Regions from separate parts of the Mus musculus genome. Here all the other regions are linked to region 1. The links are chromatin contacts, called in public ChIA-PET maps. All regions are on one chromosome and are shown on one strand. Each heading gives the region's core, a stretch centred on a gene start, on an enhancer-like site or on the middle of the called end of the contact. The rest is flanking DNA. Distances are from core to core; before and after follow the strand shown.

Region 1 (4,833 bases), core at 1,027-3,526:
ACCAGAAGAGGGCATCAGATCTCATTACGGGTGGTTGTGAGCCACCATGTGGTTGCTGGGATTTGAACTCAGGACCTTTGGAAGAGCAGTCAGTGTTCTTAACCGCCGAGCCATCTCTCCAGCCCCACTTGCCTCCTTATTTCATGTCACCCTGACTCACAGAAGCCCTCCCTGCTTGCTAACCTTAAGTCTGTCAATGTTTCAGAGGCTCCTGGGGAGCCACCGGAGGAGCCTCCTGAACTGAAGAGACCCAGGCTTGAGGAACGTGAAGGAGATGCCCAAAACCTGGCCCCTGATGACTCTTCCAAGACTGTCTGAGCCTGCTATGCACCTGCGTGCAGAGGAGGCAAGGCCAAAGCTCGAAGGCTGGTGATGGTGGCCAAATAAACACTCATGAATTGGTTCACATAGAAAAAGTGTGTGTGCTGACTTCGCTGTAGCAGCCTGCATGCCCTTGTTCAGTCACCCCTTCCCATGGGTCTCTGCGTATTATGCTAGGCAAAGGCCTCTTTTGGATGAGTTTCTGAGACTGGGAAACCTGCTCTGCACCCTAATCCCTTCACTTGACAGACTTTACACTCTTGGTAGAGAGGAGGGCTAGGAGAAGACAGGGGCCATCTGTCCTACAAATGAGAAATTCAAGTGAGAGCATGCAGTGCTTCCAATGGCCACTGGAGGTCACTGTGCCCACTGACTCCGCTCAGAGGGCTTGATGGTTGGCTGCCTTGCTTGACCCTCCGTCTGAGCCTGCCCTTGTCTAGAGTTGTGGATCTGGTGGCAGCACCTTTGGATCACAGTGGGATGGGCTCAGAAAACAAGATAACATCAGTTCCTGTGTGGATTTGTGTTTCACTCGTTCAGAGTCAGGTACTGTGGGTGAGCCAGGCACAGCACACTCTTCAGGGCAACCAGCATTGAGAGCTTGCTACCCTTAGGGGAGCTGCGCGGTAACTGGAGGACACCCCACTGAAGGGCAAGTGGGATCTTTGGCCTCCGTAACTCCATAACACATCCAGATGTAACTACCCGAGGGACTCCACAGAACTGTTGATAAGGGTGTACACAGACCTGGGTAGGTTGGTAGTGAACAGGCGGCTGCTGCAGGCTCTGCTCCTGCCTGGACGGGGGCTGGGGAGGGGTGAATTCAGCCCTCAGCAGCTGGAGCAGTTCCAAAGCGCCATGCTTGCTTGCACCAGATGGCTTGCTCAGACTTGAGGAATTTTAAAATTTAAGAATATTTGCTATGCATGAGTGTTTTGCCTGCATGTATGTATGTGGATCACATGGGTGCCCAGGAAGGCTAGAAAAGGGTGTCTGATCTCCTGGAACAGGAATTACAGGTGGTGATGAGCTGCCTTGGGGGAAACTGGGAACTAAACTTGGGACCCTCTGCAGAGGCAGTGGGTACCATTAACCTCCAGGGATTTAACCCTTAATTGCATCTAAAAACTCTCCAACTCAACCTCCCAAATTAGCTACCAACTCGGGCCAGTGCTGGGAACTGAGCAAGTGCGCGAGGTTCAGTGAGGTAAACCAGCCTGGACCAGAGAGCAGATGGTAGCCTGAGTCCGGCTGGTTGGCCTCCTGGGTCACCTTGAGTAGAATCCCCACATCCCGATGCCCCTTGGAGCATACATACGACCCAAAGCACTTGTAGGTCAATCTGTGCCTGCTGCTGATTCTCACACAGCAGGCCCTTCCCTCCGCAGCCCCTCGCAGCTGCCTGCACTTCTATTGGCCTTTTTTTCCAGGCTAAACATCCTTGGGGAGAGGGGACCTTCAGACTTTCCAGCTCCCCATCCTGGGTGGAGGGAACTGTCTCTGCAGCCCAAGAGACACCATGGAGCCAGGAGAGGCCCATTTGTTCTTCTCTCAGGGAGGAGGAGCCTGGAGGCCGGCTATGGAGGGGTGCTGTTTCCTAGCTTGCTCAGCTTGCTTTTTTATAAAACCCAGGAACACCAGCCCAGGGATGGCATTGTAGCCGCCAGTGGCCACGGGCTCCTGGGTTCCTAAAAGGAAAGCTGTGGATGGATGGGAAGGACAGCGAGACAAAGTTCTCTGATCAAGGCTCAATATTTACTTTTGAGTCTGAACTCAAAAAGGGGGGAAACCCATCCCCCATATGCCAGGATCTTGTTCCCTTGTCAGGATCTCGGCAGGGCAGCCAGCTGAGGCTGCTCTGCAGGTAGTGGCTTCTTGCAGGAAGCTGCAGGTGTGGCAGACAATAGACTTTAGCTAGGTCGGAAGACTCCACCCCGGCTGTGGCAAACACAAGGTCTGAATCAGCCCACTCAAGGTTGGGGGAGGGCACGTGACATCACCCACAAAGAGCTGGGCCCACCTGCATTGCTCACTAAAAAGATGCCCTACAGCTGGATCTCATGGAGGCATTTTTTGTTTGTTTGTTTGTTTGTTTGTTTGTTTTCCGAGACAGGTTTTCTCTGTGTAGCCCTGGCTGTCCTGGCACTCACTTTGTAGACCAGGCTGGCCTCGAACTCAGAAATCCGCCTGCCTCTGCCTCCCGAGTGCTGGGATTAAAGGCGTGTGCCACCACGCCCGGCTTCATGGAGACATTTTTAAAATTGAGGCTTGCTCCTCTTAGATGACTCTTGTCAAGTTGACATAAACCCAGCCCGCACAGGGGCACAGAGAGGTGAGGTGCAGCTGGCTGCTCAGTGCTCAATGTCACACCTTTCTGGTTGGCTCAGCCTAAGTCACAGCTGGGTATGTGGTTTCCACAGCAGTCTGAGAACTTACTCCTGGGGCCTCTGCGTTCCCAGGGTCTCCTTTTATTTCTCCAGCCAGAGCTGGGTCCTCCCTCTCTTCTTGCACACATGTACTTACAAATGTACCCCCCCCCCCAAATCACACCAATCTGTTAGAAATGCCGATGTAAGTTTTAATAAAATATCAGGACATAGGTCATGTATAAATATGCCCGATAAAAAAAGATGAGTTTATTTTTAAAATCACAGAGCTTTCAACAACAGTTCAGACAAAAGCGTTATAAGAGCTCCTAATGTCCCATGGGCTTCTGCCAGCTTCCCTAGTTGAAAGAAGACAGCAAAGAAGCCATTTTTAATCTTTGTATTATTATTATGGTTTTATTATTATTATGGTTTATTATTATTATTGGAGGTTTTTTTGAGGTGGGATATTTCTATGTCATCCCAGTTGTCCTTGAACTGACAAAGACCCCCCCCCCCCCGCTTCTGCCTCTTGAGCGGTGGTATTAACAACGTGTTCCACAGTGCCGGGCAAGACGCCATTTTTTTAAGCCCTTCTATGGTGGTTATATTGATTTTTTTTGTTGTTTTTTAAGATTTATTTATTATTATTATATCTAAGTACACTGCTACAGTCCCTAATGAGATCTGACTTCGGACACACCAGAAGAGGGCGTCAGATCTCATTACGGAGGGTTGTGAGCCACCATGTGGTTGCTGGGATTTGAACTCAGGACCTTCAGAAGAGCAGTCAGTGCTCTTACCCGCGGAGCCATCTCGCCAGCCCGATGTTGATTGTTACTTGACAGGATCTTGGACACAAACCTTTGGCGTGTCTGTGAGGGGCTTGGGGGAATTCCATTTATTGAGGTGGGAAAGGGCCCCCTAACATGGGCAACACCATTCTGTGGGCTTGGGGTCTTGAACTGAATCAAAAGGAGAAAAAGGGGGTCAAGAGAGAAGGCTCAATGGGTTACCCCAACCCCGCCGACCTGAGTTTGATCCTCAGCACCTCCCTGGATCCCACGGATGAAAACAATACAAACACAAATGAACAAGCAGTGGAGAGGACCAGGTTCCCAGCCGTGCCTCTCCCTGTCCATCGGTCAGTTGCCCGAGTTATGTTCTACAGCAAGCGAGTCTGCTTTCACTTTAACCCTTTCCCTGAGAAAGCATTCAGTGACCATGAATTGCACCATCCGCATGAGGTCTGCCCAGGGTGGGCACCAAGGCCTCCGACCAGCTGTCACCCAGATGCCCTTCTGATGATGCTTTTAAATTAAACATTTAGGGTACATTTTTCTTTCGTTTTTTTGTTTTTAAATGTGTGTGCACCTGTATGTGTGGGCATTCATGTGCCACAGTGTGCGTGTGGAGGTCAGAGGACAACCTGTAAGAGTTGGTTCTCCCTTTCCACCACTCTGGTCCCGGGGATCGAACTCCCGTCTTTGGGCTTGGCAGCAGACCTCTATACCGATTGAGCCGGCTCACTGGCCTTCACTTTCAACCCTCTGTATCTCTGCTCCTCTCTGCTCCTTCCTCTTACTGTCTACCTTGTCCTTCAGAGAGTGATAAATCTTGGGCTCATCAGCCACCTTTCCGTCCAGTTTCCTGGTCATGTGTGGACTTTTCTGTTTCCCTCCCAAGGTACTTGGTTTGTAGTCTGGGAGGCATTTGCAGAGAGGGTTCATGTTTGCCTCAGCCTTGGCCCCCATCCAGCAGGGTTTTGACACAGTAACCTTCCCAGTGTAACTTCCTAAATAGACTGTTGCTGTAGTTTTTCTCTTTAAAATAAGAGGGGGGAGCCGGGTGTGGTGGCACACACCTTTAGGGAGGCAGAGGCAGGTGGATTTCTGAGTTCGAGGCCAGCCTGGTCTACAAAGTGAGTTCCAGGACAGCCAGGGCTATACAGAGAAACCCTGTCTCGAAACACCAAAAATAAATAAATTAAAAATAAAAATAAGAGGAGGGGGAAGAATTTTGTTTTTACATTTCCAACAGGCTGAACATTAATTTGTTTTTTTTTCCTCTTCAGTATTATTAGTTTTATTATTATTATTATTTCAGGTTGTGCTTGTAGTTTCTGTTGTACTTCCTAGAATTTGTG
Region 2 (4,833 bases), core at 1,617-4,116, 310 kb after region 1:
AGAAGGCCACTCCACTCTTGTGAACGTGCAGCACCAGTTCCTTGGACTGACTGACATATTCCTTCGTCATCTGGGGCTTTGGCACCGAGTACAGGGGATCTAGGTGCATTTCACTGTATTTATTTTGCTTCGGTTTGCAAATGTCTTGAACTTGTAAATTTATGTCTTTTGTTAAACTGGGGGAACATCTGGCTGTTATTTCTTCAAATATTTTTTCTCTCTCTTGTCCTCCTGGACCTCTGATTATACATGTACTAGACATTTTCATACTGCCCCATAGGTCTCTGGCACTGTTTATTTTTTAAAATCTAATCATTATTACAGTTTTGTTTTCAAGTTCACAAAACATTAGACCTCGAGACCTACATAATTGCATTCACTGTGGCTGACCTCTGAAGGGTTACCATGAACGAGACAGAAGGTAAAGAGAGAGGCAGCCTCGGCTCTCACAGGAAGTTTGTATTAACTAGAAATGTCCTGTACCAGCTGCTACTTAAGGACACAGAGAGAGAGCTGCTAGTCAGGACCGGGGCTGTCACCTAAGACAAGGCCCTGGGTGTGGCCACCGTCACCTAATGTAGGTCTCAGAAAAGGCTCATCCGTGTTGCTATCTGCATCCACAGACAATGGCACAGAGGAACAAGCAGCCCATTCCACTAGTAGGACGGGGAGGCTTAGAAAACAAACTATATGGGACAAGAAAGTCCATAACGGCAATCAACAGTAGTCAAACCAACAGAGACACAGCCAAGCACTTGGGACAGGGAGGACTAAGTGTTTTTTCTATTTAGAGTCACAGTCAGATTTCCACTGTGGAATGAGGTGAGTCTATAATTTCCATTCAGAGAGATGGAGCTGGCATGAGGTCAGTAACTGTTAACTGAGCCTGTGACAGGAGAGACTCGTTGTGGCTGTTCAGACGCAATGGGGCACAGGCGGACTGCAGTGGGTGGCTGGCCTTTCAGATCTAAGAGAAAATGGGTCTGGAAAACACTGTCCACCTGATGCGGGGCATGGGAGATGCCCTCACTTCCACAAATGCCCCTAAGGTTGGCAGCCACCGGTGAAAGGAGGAAAAAAGGGCCCAAAATAAGGGCTGTGCAAGCATTCTACGGGCCTCCCGCAGGAGTGCAGGTTCTCGCCTGAGATTCACAGTCGCGGATCACAACACCCAAGCATCTTGGATCTCCTCTACAGATATCGAGGAAAGCTAAAAGTCAGATTATATCTTGTTTGGTTCGTTTGAGATGACAAAGCTCCATGGATTGTTTTCAAAAGTGGAGAGGACACTAAACGAAGGAGAGAGGATTAAAAGCTCCAGAAAAGGGAGAAGGCAGAACTTGCATAAGCTTCTACCTCGCACTCTGCACCTCGTTCCAAGCATAAGGACCCTCCCTCATGGGGCCAGGCAGAGCCTAGGTGTTACCTGCTGACCAGCCAAACAAGCTTGGAAGGAACTCTAAGGTCTAAAATGTTAGTAAGACCTCACCTGAGACAGCGTCCTCCCCCTCTGCTGAACTTTCCCCTCCCTCCACCGTCCTGGGCCTCTCAAGCCTCCAGATGGCTCTGTGGGCCGGGGCGGCTCCCAGGGCAGCTGAGTTCTTACTGCAGTGCCACCAACTCCTCTGCAGTCCATGGAGTTACTGACTTAAACAGCCAACCAGTTATTTAACCAGTATTCAGACAGGGCTTCACATATTCCAAGCTGGTCTTGGAATCTACTACACACTTGAAGACAGCCTTGGGTTCCCAATCTTCCAGCCTCTGCCTCCCAAAAGCTGAGATGGCAGGTGGGTACTACCACACTGGGCCATCCCAGCTCCCCCAAAGTCTGGCTGTTTGGCTTGGAAGTGACCCCAGGACACAGTTCCTTCCAGGGGAAGCATTTAAACATTCACCCAGACAACTGCTCCCCACTTCCACCCACGACAGTGGCTACTTAGTATGAGAGGGCCACGGGGCCCACGCAGATTTCCCTGGGTGCCAGAGGGAGTTCTGGCCATCCGTCCCTAGGGCAACCCTGGAGAAGTCGAGAACTTCGCATGACACCGTGTGCTGTGAATAAGACTCTCCCGTGGCATGGAACATCCGCAGGGAAAAGCGAGTTTACCTTCCGACTGAACAGCACCTCCAGGAGGCATAAAGGGCTTAAAGGAGAGAACGTGAGAGCTCAAAATAAAAGAAGTCAGCCAGCAAGGGAGTATCCCAGCCTGAAGGACTTCAGGTACCTTCCTGTCCAGCCTCCATGCAAGCCCTAAGGCTGGGAAAGCCCCTGTGGCTACTTGTATGTAGATTCCTGTATTTACCTCATTTGAGAAGGAGTTTATTACTTAAAAAAATAAGCTCCTTCCCAGCACTCGGGAGGCAGAGGCAGGCGGATTTCTGAGTTCGAGGCCAGCCTGGTCGACAAAGTGAATTCCAGGACAGCCAGGGCTACACAGAGAAACCCTGTCTCGAAAAACAAAAACAAAAAACAAAAACAAAACAAAAAACAAAAAAACAAACAAAATAAGCTCCTAACAGTGGGGGTGGGGCTGTCCCTGACTCTTTTGCCTACTTGTAGGACCCTTTTCCTCCTACTGGCTGCCTTGTCCAGCCTAGACGTAATGATATGTGCTAGGTCTTACTGTAATGACTCTGGTGGGTTGATGTCCCTGGGAGACCTGATCTTTTCTGAGGAGAGGCAGAGGTGGGGAGGAAGAGACGGGGAGGCATGGGGTGGGAGGGAGAACTGTGGTTGGGATGTGATATATGAGAAAAGAATAAAAAGAAAGAATTGCAATATTAGACATTCTTAAGCCACAGATACAGCATAGCCCTCTCACCTTACAAACAAGGAAGCTGGCCCAGACAGGCTGAGAGAGTCACTTTGCACCCCAGGCTGTTAAAAGTAGCCCAAGGTTTCCAGGCTGTTAACATGGCCACCTGCCCCACCAGGCACTTTCGGTTTTGGGTAAACGCTGCACACATACACACACATTCTCCAGCTCCAAACTGTGAAAACTCCATTACCATTCCGGTGACCTCTGGAACCCACAGGCAGGACTAGGCTCCCATCCTCTCTGGACTCTTCCTGCTCCCCATGCCCTTCCCACGGCCTAGGAGAAGCTCCTCTACCAGCCACTGACCTCACCCTTCTCCTTGCTAATTTGAATACTCTTCGGGGAGTGTTAGCATTTTGTCTAAACTGAAAATGATGAATGACTTCTTGTGCAACGCAGAAAGTATGTGGCTTTGGGCTCTCCAAGTGACGGAATACCCTCCATGCAGAAACAGACCTCTCTGTCCCCGAGGTGTGCCCGCGTATAAGAACCTGGTAAGGGGCAGGTGAGAACCATGAAGCTCTTGCTCCAAAACAGGTGTTTTATTTGAAAGAAAAACAAAGGTTGTAAATAAGCCTTAAAACAAACTCAGGAAAGAGGAAGTGAGGAGAGGCGACCTAACAAACAGGGGAAATAGCTGCTTCATTACCCAACACGATATTACAGTTATTTTTTCTTTACACATTTACAGGGTTTTAATACAATGCATTTGTAAACCCACCCACTGCTCAGCCTCTGTCTCCATACTACGTGGACACAGGTGAGTGAGTGGTCACACCTCCGAGAACACACTCGTGAACACGCCATTCTAAACCTGTCTAAACTGTTCCTAATTAGGACTCGTGTTAACCCCTAAACCAACGTTTGAGAAGTTTTTCTTATCACATGTGTCTGACTGCACCAGACCTGTAGACCTACTCACAGCCTCCCCTGGCTGTAGGCTCACAGCCTTCTCGGGGAGTAGTCTTAGGCTCGCCACCCAGTGATGTGTCCACCTAGGACCAGAAGTACAACCGGATCTCATGCTGGTCAGAAATCATGTTAAGCATTAAAGAAAAACTCTAAATATTCCGAGTCTTGCTTTTTCTCAGTTTCCACATCAATGGCTGGCTGTGTGTACTCTCCAAGAAAGGAATGCGATCATCTTGGTTACAGACAAACAGATTAAACGACTGCCGACCAACCTTCCACCTTCACACCACATGCCCTCCCTGCAAAGGGCCGAGCACACAGCTACCTTTCCTAGTGGCATGAACAGGCACCGACGAACCTGACATTTTCACAACTCATGGGAAGTCATGAGATCTGGCCTGGGCCCCAGTAGCCAAACATCCCTGGCTGACTTGCCAGGACATAGCCAGATGTCTAGTGAGCATATCCGGGTTGGCCCAGGTCAGGTCATGGCTCTGTTACTATGGGCTAACTTGTCTGTACCCTATAGACTCCAGATAAAACACTTCCAGCCACCAGAGGGGTTCAGGTCACTTGTAAATGGCAGCCGCCTCTATAGCTTCTTTCTCTAAGATGAGCGTGAGCTACAAGGATGAGGTTTTAACCACGTCCTCCAGATTGATTCCCTTATTGGCTGTTTCTCTTTATTAAAGATTTATTTATTCCATGTGATTACACTGTCGCAGTCTTCAGACACACCAGAAGGTGGCATCGGATCCCATTATAGATGGTTGTGAGCCACCATGTGGTTGCTGGGAATTGAACTCAGGACCTCTGGAAGAGCAGTCAGTGCTCTTAACCTCTGAGCCATCTCTCCAGCCCTTGGCTGTTTCTCTCTCTCTCTTTTTTTTTTTCTTTCTTTTTACTTCTTTCTTTGCTTCATATGAGACAGGCTAGCCTTAAACTCACCATGTAACTGTGATCCTGAACTACCTGCACTGTGGTTACAGGTGTGTGAGGCCACATCAGGTTTATACAGTTCTGATAATTAGGTACAAGCACCTCACCCCACTAACTGGTACCTGTGTCCTGCTGGAGCTCACAAGGTATTAATTGAGTG
Region 3 (4,833 bases), core at 1,578-4,077, 280 kb after region 1:
CAGAACTATTTAGTGACTTCCTCCCTCCCATCCTCTGATTTGTTGTCCTCAGAGGTTCTCTACCTATCTGACCCCATGACATCAGGACAAATCAAGAGAATGGAAGGCCGTGGATGACCACAGGAGGTCCCTCCCCGCACCTCCCACTTTCAGTCTGTGCTTTAGTGGGCTGTAGCCATCTGTGGTCCAAGAATATTACACTGAAAATTCCGGAGATGAGCGTTTTGTAAATGTTAAGTGGCACGCCATTCTGATAGCATGACCGAATATTGAGCTCTCGTTCATCCTACCCGGCATGTGACCTTTCTCTCACCCAGTGTCCCTCTCACTAGCCAATAGCACCCATGATGCCTGTGTTCAAATAGCCCTGTTGTACTTACTAATATCTTCCAAACATGAAAATACTGATTACTCAGGCAATTTGAATGTGCCAGAGAAGCCATCAACAAGAAATGGTTAAAGTTTGTTATGGGCATATATGTTTGGGGGACAAGCGCACATGTGTTGAGTTTGTGACGATCCCTGCATAGTTATCTTCTGGAGATATCCACACAAGAAAAGGCACAACTTACTTTCCCTAACCACGAGAGAAATGCACGTCAGATATTTCCTTTCTATCGATACCACTGGAAACCAGGCATCCAAAATGGCCACTCACATAGCTGAGTATCTGCTGCCCATCGTTTTGACCAAGGTGTACCCAACGGAAAATCTTGAGTTTCTATGCGCCTGTGCAGTGCCAGGTAGGGCATCCGCAGGGTCTCAGGCTCAGCCTTACACACAATCAGCAGCCAGCAATGAAAATATGGTTTGACTGTGGCTCTTAGACGCTGTGCAGCCCTGTCCACTGGGATGGGGGATGGGTGAGTCCCCAACCTAGACTGTCCTCGTTAGAGCAGAAACTAGCAAGTTCTGGGGCCCACACCAATGCTGAACAGGACAGTCCAGGGGTGCACTGGAATGTGTGAAGCCCAGATGTCCGACACAAGGGAGAACACACCTGAAATCAGTTTTGGGACCATTCAAGGGACTGCAGTACACGAGCCACAGGGACTTTGGGGTGCCACTTGTTTGGGGATTTGGGCTTGCTCACTGGCTCTGAGACAGTTATCAGTTGAACTGTGACCTCCCTTCCCCCTGCAGTAAAAATAAAGATCCTGGAGTGCTAACACCCAGGATGTTACATCGTAACCTCATTTATGCCTCTGCAATGTCATCAAACTAGAAACAGGTTACTTTGTAACTTCATTTGTGACTTTGCAGTTATCACATAGAGGTGCAGGTGTGACAGGCAGTGCTTCTAGACTTTCAAATGTACCTCCAGCTTAGGGACAATAAGTTTCAGTCATTTAAAGCCACAGTCCTATAATAGCTGACCATTATAAAACTCAAACAATCACCCTACCTAAGTTTCAAGCTCTTGGGGTGTAGCTCAGGGGAGGAACCTTTGCATATGAGTAAGTTTCTGGGCTTAATCCCCATCTCCCAAACAAAACTGATCAACTAAACAATAATGTATATTCCTTTAGTTTGATACTAAAAATAATTGCTGTTTGTTAATCAATTGTTGAGATTGGTTTAGTTCTAATGTCTATGTATATGAGTTTGAGCATGTACCCACACAGACACACACACACATTTGCTCACACATGTGCATATTCACACATGAACATGCACACACAGACACACACATGGGCTCACACACATGCACGTGTACACACACACACAGTCATGCACATGTGCCCACACACGTGTACACACACAAACACACACACAATACACAGTTTTGATTTGTAAGAGGTGCCCTGTTCGTCCTTCTTCCTTTCTCAACTCCAATACACCAGGTAGACTCACTTCTACCAGGAAGTCCCCAAGCTGTTCCCAATCTGAGGACCCTGTCCAGCCACAAGCAGGATTAGCCCTGCCGGACAACCATGGATCCTGACTGCTTCTCAGCTACTTGGTATCACACCTGTAATGCAGTAGTTTCTGGACAGCAAACAGCAAACCAGGAACTACTAAGGATACAATCCAGTTGGAACTGGAACTCTAACATCTGCAGCCCTAGCTGAAAGGCATAAAGTGAGGGGTACCGTTCCCCAAAAGACCAGAGGAGAAACATCTGGAGATGGAGGAGACTCTTCCACCTAATGCCAGGAATAAGAGGCCCACGTGGGCTTTTAAAAAGAAAAGAAAGATGAGGGGGATTGCCCTGGCTTCACTCTGGACCGATTTTAATGTGAGAACAACAAACGGAGAAAGCCATCCGGCCCACGACTTTGCTCCGACCTGTGTGCTTTGTGGTACAGTTCCTGACTAGCCTACATAAATTTTTTTTAAGCACTGTGTGAAATAATCTTTTAGGCTTACAGTGAAGGAGATGTTGGCTCTCTTCCTCCTGTTCTGGGTCATTCTCTTTCTTACAGGCCTGGCGGAGGCACCCCCACGACAAGAGGAGCTTCTCTGATGGTCGCATGGCTGTCCTTCCCTGTCCCTTGGGATGTTAGGTCTTCTTAGTTATCTCCTCTTCTTTCCGTTACAGTGGGCCAGTGACTTTTCTCTCTTCCTACGTATACTAAAGGTCTACGCCACCCATCAATTTTAACTTCGAAGGGACAAGTAAATAAATCCTATTACAAGATGACTAAAAATCCAGAACAAAATAGCCTACTAGAAGGTAAGCGGGAAGGTGTGTAAGTAAGCAACTCTGTCTCCAAGGAGGGGAGGCAGGAGCTGTGACCTGATGGCTGATGAGGACTAAGCCTTCACAGCGACCACGATGACAATGATGACGGCAGTGTGGTGAGGATGGAGCAGAGCACAGAAGAGGAAGTCACTGAGCACGAGATGAAAGGAGGGAGGCCGCCTCTGAGAGGCAAGACGCTGCACAGGAACTGATATATCTCCGGGGCCCGTGTGAAAGGGCTCTCAAAACACAGGCAGAGCTTGGATGTGGTCCAGCGTCCATGGATTATCTCGGTGGCGCCTGGTAGTGGTAAGCACCTCAGGATTCGGGCCGCGGATGAAAGCGAAGGTTCCAGAGGCACTGGGAGGCAGTAGGGCATTTCTGGAGATGAGCTGTGCAGCAGAGATGAGGGGCTAAGGAGGAAAGGAGGCACCCAGTGATGTGGAGAGACATGGAGGCCGAGTGGAGCAGCCCACAACACATCCACTGATCCTGTTTGTTCTCAGGAAAAGCCTTCTTCTTTTAGATGACCCCAGGAATAGATCAGGGGTGCTGGTACCCTAAGGTCTCCTACACTCCTTGTGGGGTGTTTTCCTGGCTTTCCGATGCTGCACAAACGCACACGGGCATTCCCAGATGCCCTGCAGGTGAGGCTCGGGAGGTGCGTTCCTGCGACTCTCTTGCTGTTCTGCTCGGCTTCTGTACGTCCAGTCCCCAGCACCGCAGAGCAGCTAGAGTGCCCAGGGCCTGGCCGCATGCTCCCTAGGTGCTGTGAGCAGGTGCAGCCACAGTGGGGATCTGTCGTGGGGTCTCAACTGCAAGGGAAGGTCTTGAGACCAGCAGTTCCAGTGGGGACGTCTCCTTGCTGAGCAGTGGCCGCTGCTGAGGCTATGATAGAGTCAGCACCGGTCACTGACCTCCCAAATCCCCAGGCACCTGTATTAAATCCCACTCTTCTGAGATTGTCCTAACTACTGGGCCCACAAGGGGTCTTTCTGAGCTGACTTCCAACTCACAATGAACGTTAATGTCCTGTAGCGTTTTCTAGAGTGGCCGTATCAACAGACGGTTCATGTTCTGAACCAGTCCACTCACCACGAGTGACAGATACGGCATCACCACTCCCCTTTTACCAGTGAGAAAGCTCGCCTGCACACGGTGAATCAGCCATGGAAGGAAGCGGGTTTGTCACATTGCCTCCTAGTAAGTTTGGAGCTTACTCAGGAAAGACCAAGGGCAGGATGGAGACACTGGGATTCCAGGGTTGGACGGCCCTGAGCACAGAGGAGTGAGGAACAAGAGAAGGCTGGGGTGGGTTACAGAGGTGCTTGAAGGAAGGTCGCAGGCTGCACGGCAGAGCCAAGAGGACAAGAGGCAACAAGGACATCTGCTGACAGGACGGATGGGAAGGGCCGGAGCTTATGACTGAGTCTGTTTGGAGAAGAAGCAACTCCTCTCCAAACGTGCACACCCAACGGTGAGAGAGACAGACAGACAGACAGACAGACAGACAGTAGAGAAAGAGAGAGAGATAGACAGACAGACAGACAGACAGGAGAGACAGGAGAGACAGGAGAGAGAGAGAGACAAAGACAGAGAGAGGAGAGAGAGCGAGAGAGAGAGAGAAAGACAGAGAGAGGAGAGAGAGAGACAGACAGAGAGACAGGAGAGAGAGAGAGAAAGACAGAGAGAGGAGAGAGAGGAGACAGAGACAGAGACAGCTGGCTCAGCAGAAGCTCCCTCCTGCAGCGGCTCCTGGGGACCTTATGTCTGCTCCTCCATGGCTCTATTCTTTCTTTAAGAATTAATGTCTGGCCGGGCAGTGTTGGCACATGCCTTTAATTCCAGCACTTGGAGGGTAGAGGCAGGTGGATTTCTGAGTTTGAGGCAAGCCTGGTCTACAGAGTGAGTTCCAGGATAGCCAGGGCTATACAGAAAAACCCTGACTATAATAATAAATAATAATAATAATAATAATAATAGTAGTAGTAGTAGTAGTCTGTAGAAGGGACATCCAGCTCTTTGTGTATGTGGAGTCGGGAAAGGAAGGAACTGAGTTAGGGCATCTACCAGTCCAGGGCACGGCGACAACACTTGAGGTCCTGACAACAGGATCGGATGTCTTGTCTACAGATCATCCTTGTTTG

Evidence for each region. ChIA-PET counts read pairs in DNA pulled down with a chosen protein or histone mark.
Region 2: an RNA polymerase II ChIA-PET map of memory CD8 T cells shows a contact between it and region 1, with 6 read pairs. The contact joins two enhancer-like sites. A contact is called at or near these places in 5 of 115 datasets of contacts at active chromatin or transcription factors (the HPC-7 cell line, the NIH/3T3 cell line, embryonic stem cells and 2 more) and 1 of 9 other capture datasets (embryonic stem cells).
Region 3: a contact with region 1 is called in an RNA polymerase II ChIA-PET map of memory CD8 T cells, with 18 read pairs. The contact joins two enhancer-like sites. A contact is called at or near these places in 2 of 115 datasets of contacts at active chromatin or transcription factors (memory CD8 T cells and pancreatic cancer cells) and 1 of 9 other capture datasets (embryonic stem cells).

The regions. Positions count from the first base shown.
Region 1 is chr16:93,905,700-93,910,532 of GRCm38.p6, forward strand. It overlaps Chaf1b (chromatin assembly factor 1, subunit B (p60)), which reads left to right. Exons shown (of 14, transcript NM_028083.4): 14 at 206-407. The coding sequence ends at 318. Among named protein-coding and RNA genes, the nearest start is that of Gm31012, 21 kb to the right of the region's middle. Within about 2 kb of position 2,277, at least 63 of the 459 cell types and tissues checked have an H3K27ac peak or open chromatin away from gene starts, as enhancers often do. A contact at or near this core is called in memory CD8 T cells, where this site is marked.
Region 2 is chr16:94,220,030-94,224,862 of GRCm38.p6, forward strand. The region is part of intron 6 of Hlcs (holocarboxylase synthetase (biotin- [propriony-Coenzyme A-carboxylase (ATP-hydrolysing)] ligase)); the gene reads right to left. Among named protein-coding and RNA genes, the nearest start is that of Hlcs, 68 kb to the right of the region's middle. Within about 2 kb of position 2,867, at least 99 of the 459 cell types and tissues checked have an H3K27ac peak or open chromatin away from gene starts, as enhancers often do. A contact at or near this core is called in memory CD8 T cells, where this site is marked.
Region 3 is chr16:94,182,749-94,187,581 of GRCm38.p6, forward strand. All of the region lies in intron 6 of Hlcs (holocarboxylase synthetase (biotin- [propriony-Coenzyme A-carboxylase (ATP-hydrolysing)] ligase)), which reads right to left. Among named protein-coding and RNA genes, the nearest start is that of Sim2, 100 kb to the left of the region's middle. Within about 2 kb of position 2,828, at least 57 of the 459 cell types and tissues checked have an H3K27ac peak or open chromatin away from gene starts, as enhancers often do. A contact at or near this core is called in memory CD8 T cells, where this site is marked.